3 separate regions of the Mus musculus genome follow, and all the other regions are linked to region 2. A link is a contact called in public Hi-C and targeted proximity ligation data. All regions are on one chromosome and are shown on one strand. The core of a region is the stretch at or near the end of the contact, and the rest is flanking DNA. Distances in the headings are between cores, read along the strand shown. Region 1 has its middle 23 kb from the start of Gm22082. Region 2 holds the start of Pank1 (pantothenate kinase 1). Region 3 overlaps Kif20b (kinesin family member 20B).

Region 1 (2,995 bases), core at 305-2,804, 110 kb after region 2:
CCATTCTAGCCATCCTCACTGCTGTCACATACACAACCACCTGGCTGCCACCAAAGCCATCATGAACGCTGAGGTTCCCTCAACACTAATAGCTATTACCACCCAAACCATCTCCAGGACCACCACCAAAGTTTCTGGAAACATCTGGATTCTTTGGCTGGATGAAACACTAGACAACTCTTGCTTCCACGACGCTTTTGTATGATTCATAGTTGTGGCCAACACAGTATGGTGTTTCTGAATGACAATCTTACCCACGGAGTTATGGTCATCAAAGGGAACAAAAAAAAAGTCATTCTTTTTTCCACTTTGTCAGTCATGATTTTAATCACTTCAGTTTCTCCATTCTGTGATGTTCTTGGGTGTCTTCTCTAATACCTCTAACTAAGATCTTTTCAGGCATAGGGCAACATTTGGCCTTTGAGAATCTTCTCTTGGTGTAGCTCTCTTTGATTCCTCTATTCTTCCACTGACCTTGTGTGACTCTTAAATTCAAAAATGCATCCACTTCCTCCACAATGGCGTACATAACAAACCCAAAGCCCCTGCATCACTTGATGTTTGGAATCTCTGACTACCACACAGTTGTTGAGGGTTCACCATTGCTTAAAATGGCTCATGAGATTCATCAATCCCCTTGAAGCTCAGAACTCCAAAGAAGAGCTTTGGCAGCTTTCCAACTCCTTGGGACTTCCAGTTTCTAAGACCTTGGCTTAAACATGATGGCAGTGAGGTGAGAGCCTTCTACAATGCTTCCCCAACTGCACCAACAGGCAGGAAGGAGTGAACTGAAGGACATATGGGGTTTCTGAAACAAGTTAAGGTTCTGCAGAGTGTTGGTTCCCTTATGATTCATTCTCCAGAAGTTTTTCTGCACAACGCTTTGCCTGGATACTACTGAGAAGTGCCAATTCCCTGCCCCAGTTGTCCAGAGAAGTTATTCTTTGTATCCCACTGCCAGGATCCCATCCTGTCTTCTACTGTTGTTATCTTTGCCACTGAAGCTTAACTTTTAAGCACAAAAACTCGCTTTTACACCTTCATGTTTTTCTAACACCTAGAATACAACATTGAACAGTAGCTAGGACATTGTAGAGGATCTAGTTTTAGGACATTTTCATCAGAAAAAAGAATCATACTCCTGAGAGTCTCCACTCTCAGCCCCTGCCAAACCCGCATCTGTTTCCATGCATTTACCCATTCCAGACATCACTCCTAAGTGAAATCATGTCCCATATAACTTTTATATTTAGCTTTTCCCATTAGTACAGTGTTTTCAAGGTTCTTGCACATTTAAAGCACTGCTTGGTATTTTGTACCTCCCTGTTATTTTTTTCTCACTTTTCAAAGGAGGAGACATTTATGTTGACTTATGATTTAAGGGATACAGTTCATCACGACAGGGAAGGCACGAAGGTGTGGCTTTATGGTGCTTCGAGAAGGCAACAGTTTATATCTCACTAGAATCTAGTATTTCACTCCCTTAAAAGGCTGAATAGTTGCATTTTATGTTGCAGGGATGTGGCCCTCTGCCTAGTTGCACCACTAGATGGCATCACTTTCCTAGGAATTCTCTGTTTTCCCTCAGGCTATTTAGTGAAACCACCACAAACAAAAGTAAAGTTTTGTTGACTCAAGAACTGCTTTCACTGCAAAACTGATTGAGGCCTACCTAAAAGATTAGTCACTGGGTACATTGACACGCTAGCACACAGCACACGTTGTGGATATAGTTATTATAAATGTGGGCTAAAGGCAACAGTGTCTTCTATAAAAGCGAATACTTTTGAGGGATATACTTCAAATATTTCTCTCATTCACATTGAAAGAATTATTGCATTATGATTTTTTTTTGGAAACCTGTCAATGAATAACTTCTATCAAGCCTGGAATAAACAGTATATTAGGTATTTTGTAATGCATGCCATAGTGAAATCTATATAAGACTTGGCCTGGAGAACCTGGCTCTGTCCATCGACAGAAGGACTTTAGGCAATGTAACCTCACTGGGCTCTCTTTCTTTTATTTTTCTTAAAAATATGTATTATTCTTATTTTATGTATATGGATATTTGCCTATCCATATGAACTGTGTGCATGCCTGGTGCCCACAGGTGCCAGGAGACACGTTATAACTTGGGTTGCAGACAGTTATGAACTATAAATGTACTGGGAACTGAACTAAGGTCTCATGTAAGAGCAGTAAGTGCTCTTACCACTGTGCCATCTCTTCCATCCCTCACTAGGCTTTCTTAAGTCTCTACAAAGGGCTGAACATAGGCAACAGCTTCTTTCTGGGATTTTATGAGCATCTAAAGACACTGTGATGTGGGAAGCCCTGCTCCCCAGGGATTTAATAACTCACACTCGTGTTGATATTAGTATATTAGCTTAGTGTACTCAGCATAATTAAGTCATATCACAAATGATATGATATGTAGACGTACCCTACATTTTATGACCTGAAACAAAAATGACATTTTGAGCATCTTCCTCAGACCATCACTGGAGAGGGCAGTTTGTAGATGACATGAATGTGGAAAGGGACATCTCAGGGGTGCAAACATTTTGTGGAGGGAGAGAAGGAGGGAGGAGAGTATGGAGGACAGATAACCAACCTTAAACATTGTGAAAAAGTCATATAGAAACCCATTATTTTATAAGTTTATTAAAAGCATAATTTAAAAACAGTCTGAATGGAGACATCCTGCCTGTTATAAATATAGAAGCCATAGGTTATAAACAGAAACCACAGAGTCAAATGAAGGGTAGCTCCCTGTGAGTCAGGAGGCCCCCAAATAGAGGTCACTGTCATTGCTCTTGGTTGCCAACAAGAACTTGGTAGTAAGGCCCTATTGTTGTTGAAGACATCATACACTTAAGTTACAAGACATGGAGAAATCTATCCGGAATAAAGCTACAAGTTTCTCCAATTGGATAGTTCCCATAGTGCTGGAAGGTGTTAGGCAGCTTGCTGGAAGAGAACAGCCATCAAC
Region 2 (3,434 bases), core at 378-2,877:
CTTAACTGCTTATCGGAGCAGTGGGGAGACACAGGGACCAAGTGGAATGTGACTGCACATTTATATTATTCCACTTCATCTTTGATGTCCCATTACTATGATCATGAAGATATAAGGGAACACATGCATTTTACTTTAACAGTACTAGGGACTGAACCTAGAGCCTTATGCTAGCCAAATGCTAGACATCTCCAGCATCTCTCCAGCATTTTTTTTTTTTTTTTTTTGAGACAGGGTTTCATTACGTAACGAAAACTGACTTGAACTAAGTAGTTAAGGCAGGACTTCAATTTGAGGTCTTCCTCCTCAGGAGGTTTAGCCTCCCGAGTAGTTGGGATGCAGGGCTGTGTTACTAGGTAGGCTATGTGTATTTTGTAGCCAGAAGAAGGAGGTATAAAGGGTTATAGGAATAGGGAGAGATTATAAGCCTGAAGGAGCAAGTTGTACAGAACTGGACAAAAATCAGATGGGCTGAGGCTGGATTACCTAAGGCAATTTCTCAAATCATATAAGCCCAAGGAAGCAGGGAAACAGGGATTAAGTTCTAGTTTTGGTCTTAGTCTCAGTTATGTCTCTGTGCCTTGGTTTCCTGATTTGAAATGACAGGTGGATGAAACAGAGTGGCCTCATTGATTCTGAACCTGTTGATTTTGGGAAGGGCTCTGCCAGAAGAAATCCTCAAACCAAATGTAAACCCCGGGCACAGCTAATGCCAGTTTTGGACCCATGGAGGATTTAGTTCAAGGGGTGGGTAGGCTAATCACAGGTCACTTTTGCTAGGATTAAGGTAGAGGGAAGTTCAAGTTGTTGAAGCTGGCCTTTGGAGACTTCGGTTCTCACCTCTTTAATACAGATGTTTTCAGAGGGTCAAAGAGCTTAGTTTGAGCTTGGTGATGTGCAAATTCAGTGAGGGGCCTGGCCTCTGCCCGCTGTATTCATAGTCATTGGAAACAATAGCCTGCCGTTATGTTCTCTCTATTCCTTCGTAGGGACAGAATCCCATGATAAGAAGTGTCTGACTGTTATATCCCCAGCCTGACTTTAATGTCTACATTAGACTCTTGTGGGCATTTATTATGTGCAAAGGTTATATTAGGTACTTTTGTGACACACAAGAGTCCCCTTTGGACAGACACAAAAGCTAAGGCCTCAAGAAGTCCCCAATACCCAAATGTGTCCCGCTTGCTGGGCACTGCCTATAACAGGTGTGTTAAGTACTGACTTTGTCTTTTGCTCAGTGTCAGTGGGAATCGGAACTGGGAACTGGGGGCTAACTCTGAGGGCTATCATGGTGCTGGTTCCCCTTCTCATAACCAAGGCAACTTTTTATTTCATAAATAACAGAACAGGGCATTGTCCCCTGCCGGTCTTTTCTGGGTGAGGAATGCGCTTTTTATAGCTTGGGATCGGTTCTGTTTACTTGGTTTCTTCTAGCACCGGTTATTCCTGCCTAGTTTTGTCCTTCACTGTCCTTTCTCTCTCTTCCTAGGTTTCCTCTCTGCAAACGACAACTCGAGAACACATGCTGTTTGTGTGAGTGTGCCAACCAAGGAATTTCACTCCCCTCCTTCTCCAAGGCTGCCTACCTCTCTATAAATAATTGTTCTCTTCCCTCCCTTCAGACCTGGGAGTAGTTTGGTCACATTAACGCACGCGCGCCTGCTCACACACTTTCGTGGGGCGGGGATGTAGCATGGGTGACCTTGTGAAGGTACTAGCCCACTGGGGATAGGATTAGCAAACCTGAAACCTCTGCAAATATCTGGCTTCCTCCGGCATTCCTCCCGAGGCTTCTGGCTGTCTCGTGCCTACCTCACCCAGTACCCTTTAGGCTCGCTCCGCCACACAAAGCCCCATCCGCCTATCTCCTCTTCGCAAACCCCGAGAACTTCATTCCGCACGTTGAAACTCGTCGGTGGCGGTGGCGGGTAGGACTGGGCATGCTCAGTGGCGGGGACAGGTCTGGGAGGCGAGGAAGCCGCATTTGAAGTGGCTCGGCCTTGGGATGAGGGGGAGGCGGGCTCCCCGGCCGGGGTCCACCGAGGTTCCCGCAGCTGCGCGCGATGCCGACACGCTGCGGGCGAGAGCAGCAAGCCCGGTGCGCGGGGCCCAGCTCGCCGAAGACGTGGGGACGCCGACGGGAGGAGGGGAGGAGCGCCGGGGCCACCAGCTCCCGACCGCGGCGCCGAGGCTGCGGGAGAGCAAGCCCCAGGGTGGATCGGAAGATCGGGGAACGGCCGACCGTGACCTCCAGCGAGGCTGCCAGAGCCGGAGCCCGCGCACCGCTCCGCCGGTCCCGGGCATGGGCGACCGCGGCGCGCAACACGAGCGCGCGGCCCTGCAGTCCCCGGGGGCCCCCGAGGGCGCCGCGGCCGCCGTGAACGGGCTGCTGCACAACGGCTTCCACCCGTCGGCCGCCAGCAGCCGCGACCCGCCGGCCCCACGCTTCCAGCTCCCGTCCGAGCTGCAGCCGCAGCCGCTGTTCGCCCAGCATGATTCTCCGGCCAAGAAATGCCGGCTGCGGAGGAGGATGGACTCCGGGAGGAAGAACAGGCCGCGTAAGTCCTGCCGGCAGGGAAGCGCCGGTGCCCGCGGTCGAGGGGGGCGACAGAGTGCCGCTCTGGACTGCGTCCTCCCTAGAGGCGTCGGGCGTCCAAGGTGGCGGCCCGCGGTGGCGCCTGTCTAGTCCGATCCGCCTACTGGGTCGGTCAGACACTAGCTGGAGCTGCTCCCTCGGTCACCGTAGCGGCTGGGAGAACGCACTGCCCGCTGTTATTGGTGGCCGTGGGGCAAACAACCCGACTGATCTTGGGTCTGGGACTAGGAGGAGGGCGGGCTGGCACAGCCCGGGGCTCACTGCTCCCTTCTCCGAGCACATCTTTTGGGGCGTGCATCTCAGGCTACCAGTTTGCCCTTTGAATCGCAGAGTAACCGCCAGTATCTAGGGCCCATTGGCAAGCTTAAGGAGGCGTGGAGTTTGACAATCCCCCAAATCACAGCCTATTAAACAGTGTTTCCACACAGCCAGTGAGACGGCTGGTGTAGAGGGAAACACCCACTGACACCATGTGGGCCGGAACGGTGTGGACCAATGAGGATTGCAGGTGGATTCCCCCCCTCCCCTTGGAGTGGGTCGAGTTGAGTGTTTGTAATTGTACAACTCCAAAAAGTGCGTTGTTTCACAACCTGAGACTTGTATATATAATGGTAGACTGTAAAGGGTACCTTCCCCACCTGACATTCTGGGATGTCAGTTTGTAGGTAGAGATTACGAGTTGTTTTGTTTTGTTTTGTTTTGTTGTTGTTGTTTTTTTTCCTTATCTGAGCCTAACTCCATTCAACTGGTTACCTCTTTGTGGGTGTCTTTAATGAAGCTTGTAAATGGCAGAAAGCAAAGTAAGTAGAGTCCACGGTAGTGAGCGATCGGATTCAAA
Region 3 (3,242 bases), core at 516-3,015, 80 kb before region 2:
GAGTACAAGTACCTGAGGAGTCTGGAAGTCAGAGGCATCTGATCCCCTGGAACTAGAATTAGAGAGAGAGGAAGTTCTGAGATGTCATGTGGATGCTGGGACATGAACTCACATCCTCTGCAAGAGGAATATGTGCTCTAAACACTAAGCCATCTCTCCAGCCCTCATAAATCTAGAAAAAAAAGCCAGAGAGAGAGACAGGCAGGCAGGCAGGCAGAGCACACGTGTGTACCAATGCTCCTTAAATTATCCATAGACCAGAAACAGGATAAATTTTAAATTTTCTCATTTTACAAAGCCAGTATTACACTTATACCAAAACCAAACAAGGACATGGAAAAAAAATTATTGAACAATCTCCATAGTGAACATGGATGCAGAGCAAAATATTATAAAAACAATGGTGCCCATTTTTTCCACTTATTCAATAAGACTAGATGTCTCAGTGCAATAAACCAAGAGAAATAGATATGAAAATAGAAATATGAAAATACAAAAGGAAGAAGTCAAACTATTCCTACTAGCAAACAATACGATTCTGTACATAAGACCACAGAGAAAAGTCTTAGGACTGACCTACGTCCTGAACAAAGTTCAAGTAGCAGTATACAAATGAGCAAAGTCAGTAGCTCAAGGATAAACAGAGTGAAAAGGAAAACCAGAAAAACAATCCCATTTGCAAGGACTTTAAAGAAAAATAAAAACTAAAATTAAACCTAACCAATGAAGCCCTCTACAATGAAAATGCTCAAACACAAAGAAACTGAAGACACTAGAACACAAAAAGACTTCCATATTTAAGTGTCAGCAGAACTAATATTGTAAGATGCCACATCACCAAACATAATCTACAGTTTTAATACAACTTCCTTCAAATTCCAATGACACTCTTCACAAACCGGGGGGTGGGGGTGTCAATCCTAAAATTCACATAGAACTTTACAAAAGATGACAGATGACCAAAGCAATCCTCAGCAAAAGGAACAAACTGGAGAAATCTCAGGTCATACTACAAAGCCATGCCTAAAACAGTACCATCTTAGTACCGCTTAAGTACAAACAGCATAGCAACACACATGTGTTTCCACAGGGAGTAAAAAAAGAGGACAAAGATGACACAGACTTAAACTCACATAGTTACCAACACCGTATTTTTGACAAAGATACTAAAACACAATAAATGGGCAAACTCGGCCACTTCAGCACCAGGGAATCTGTATAACAAAGTGCAGAATAAAAATGCTAAGACTTTCTCTCAAGCTACACAAAAGTAAACTCAAAGTGAATCAAAAGGCCTGAAGCTTTGAAACACTATAAAATATAACCATAGGCAAAGTCTTTCTCCATTAGTGCATGAAATAATCTCAAGAACTGATAAACAGTATTATAAAAAGGTAAAGAGCCTGCATACACTAAAGGAAATAATCAAGCGACATGAGAACATACAGAATCCTGGCTAGCTACACATCTCACAAGATGATTACTATCTAAACATAAAGAACTCAAACAAAATTAAAAATCAAACAAACCCCATTTGGGCTCATGAGAACAGTTTACTAAAGATGAAAGCACAGGCAGCCAGTAAACATGGGAACTGTTCCGAATCTTTAACAATCAGAGAAACACAATCAGGCATTTTCCAAGTGGCTAAACGAAGCGAGAAGAGGCAGGAAAACACAAGAACGAACGTCACGAGCAAATGTGGGAGGGCTAGCTCACAAAAATAATTTTAACAAAGCAAGGGGAAGAGATGAGTCATTGCCACCAACCACTTCATTCTGCAGCTTTAAACAGCGCTCCCTGTCGTCAGCATATTTTCTCATCTCCCTGTTTCGTACATTTTCTGCTTCTTTCGCTTGAGTGGTAAGGACAGCTTTTTCTTCTAACCACTTCTTTCTATCAGCTTTATATTTCTCTTCAGATTCCTTGGTAAAGATAAAAGTTATTTTCGCATGACAAAAGAGTTAAGTTTTAATAATATCTGCATGTAACCCATCCAGTTAACCTTTTAAAACACTATAAAACAAGTAGTTTTTTTTTGTTAAATAAAGACAATTATGAATTTACTACAGATTTTTAAAAAAACATTAACTGGGCTTATAAACAGTAGTTTCCTATGAAGTCCCTTTACCAACGAACTTAAGACAAATTAAACAATTGATATTTCTTTAAGAGTTACAGTGACTACAATATTCCCAAATGCCATCACATAGTTCCAAAAATAAAACACAAAATGACTTATAACTTATATAACTTATAAAAGGAACATTGAGAATAGATGCTTAGAGAATATAGATTAAGTGATTTTCAAACTGAATTCTATAGATCTAAGATTGTTCTCATGGTAATATAACTTCAGACAAAGAAAACTCTAAAACAAAACAGCACTCCTATCAGAATTACAAGCTTTGTAACACAGGAGATTACATTACCTCAGAAAAATGCTAATACAGCAACGAATAACAATCTCAACATGGCTGATGTACTACTGTTTGTCACAATAAATGGATAATTTCTATCAGCTGCTTTTGGATTTTTACAATGAAAAGGATATACTCTCAAGTATATAATTAATCATTACAAAGAAAAAGTAAATTTTCCTGTTATTTTTAGTAATTTAGGGCACACTGCTTTAATCACAACACTTTGGAGGCAAAGGCAGGTGGATCTCTGTGAGTTCCAGGAATGCCAGAGCTCCAGAGAGAGACCCTGTTTCAAAAGGAAAAAAACAAAATGCAAAAAAACTCATATACAGAAGTAAGTATGGGGCCACACGCTCATAATCTCAGCATTTGGAGGACAAAGACAGGAGGATCAAGGTTCAAGGCAATCCTCAATATATGTGTGTGTGTGTGTATGCATGCGTACTGAGTTTCATGCTAGCCTCTAGGAATTATTAAATACCATCAAAAAAGTATGTTTCTTCCAATTACTGTATTCTACATACAGCATATTAAACCTGAACAAGAATACACAAAAATACAAAATAGCTTTCTTTTATATAGCATATTTTCATGTTTCACTGTTCAGATACATAACACTACTCTAATTTGATAAACTTGGAAAAAGTTAACAACAATCAAAGTCTCCCAGTGGCTGTCTTCTGCAGAGCTATATTTACTAAGTAAAAAGTGGAGTAGAAAATATATTCAAAGATAGGAAAAGCAGTAACTTAAAAATTCTATATACAGTGTCAGGGTGTGAGCTTAGTAGGTAAAAGTGCTAGCTTCAAAAGCCTTACA

Evidence for each region. Hi-C and Micro-C count contacts between places; a contact is called where the count stands out from the background.
Region 1: a targeted proximity ligation map of bone marrow-derived macrophages shows a contact between it and region 2, with 2.8 times the contacts expected there. A contact is called at or near these places in 9 of 39 promoter capture datasets (the 3T3-L1 cell line, 3T3-L1-derived adipocytes, the C10 cell line and 3 more), 6 of 484 Hi-C or Micro-C datasets (the 3T3-L1 cell line, the HL-1 cell line, embryonic fibroblasts and 3 more), 5 of 130 datasets of targeted methods (the 230-238 cell line, CD8 T cells, bone marrow-derived macrophages and 2 more) and 1 of 9 other capture datasets (liver).
Region 3: a Hi-C map of muscle stem cells shows a contact between it and region 2, with 1.9 times the contacts expected there. A contact is called at or near these places in 3 of 484 Hi-C or Micro-C datasets (cerebral cortex, cortical neurons and muscle stem cells), 2 of 130 datasets of targeted methods (embryonic stem cells and kidney) and 2 of 9 other capture datasets (adipose tissue and pancreatic islet).

Annotation. Positions count from the first base shown.
Region 1 is chr19:34,771,575-34,774,569 of GRCm38.p6, reverse strand. No RefSeq gene overlaps it. Among named protein-coding and RNA genes, the nearest start is that of Gm22082, 23 kb to the left of the region's middle.
Region 2 is chr19:34,877,648-34,881,081 of GRCm38.p6, reverse strand. Pank1 (pantothenate kinase 1) reads left to right here and starts at 1,627. Exons shown (of 7, transcript NM_001114339.2): 1 at 1,627-2,558. The coding sequence starts at 2,006.
Region 3 is chr19:34,958,099-34,961,340 of GRCm38.p6, reverse strand. It overlaps Kif20b (kinesin family member 20B), which reads right to left. Exons shown (of 32, transcript NM_001362434.1): 25 at 1,770-1,925. Among named protein-coding and RNA genes, the nearest start is that of Mir1950, 5.7 kb to the left of the region's middle.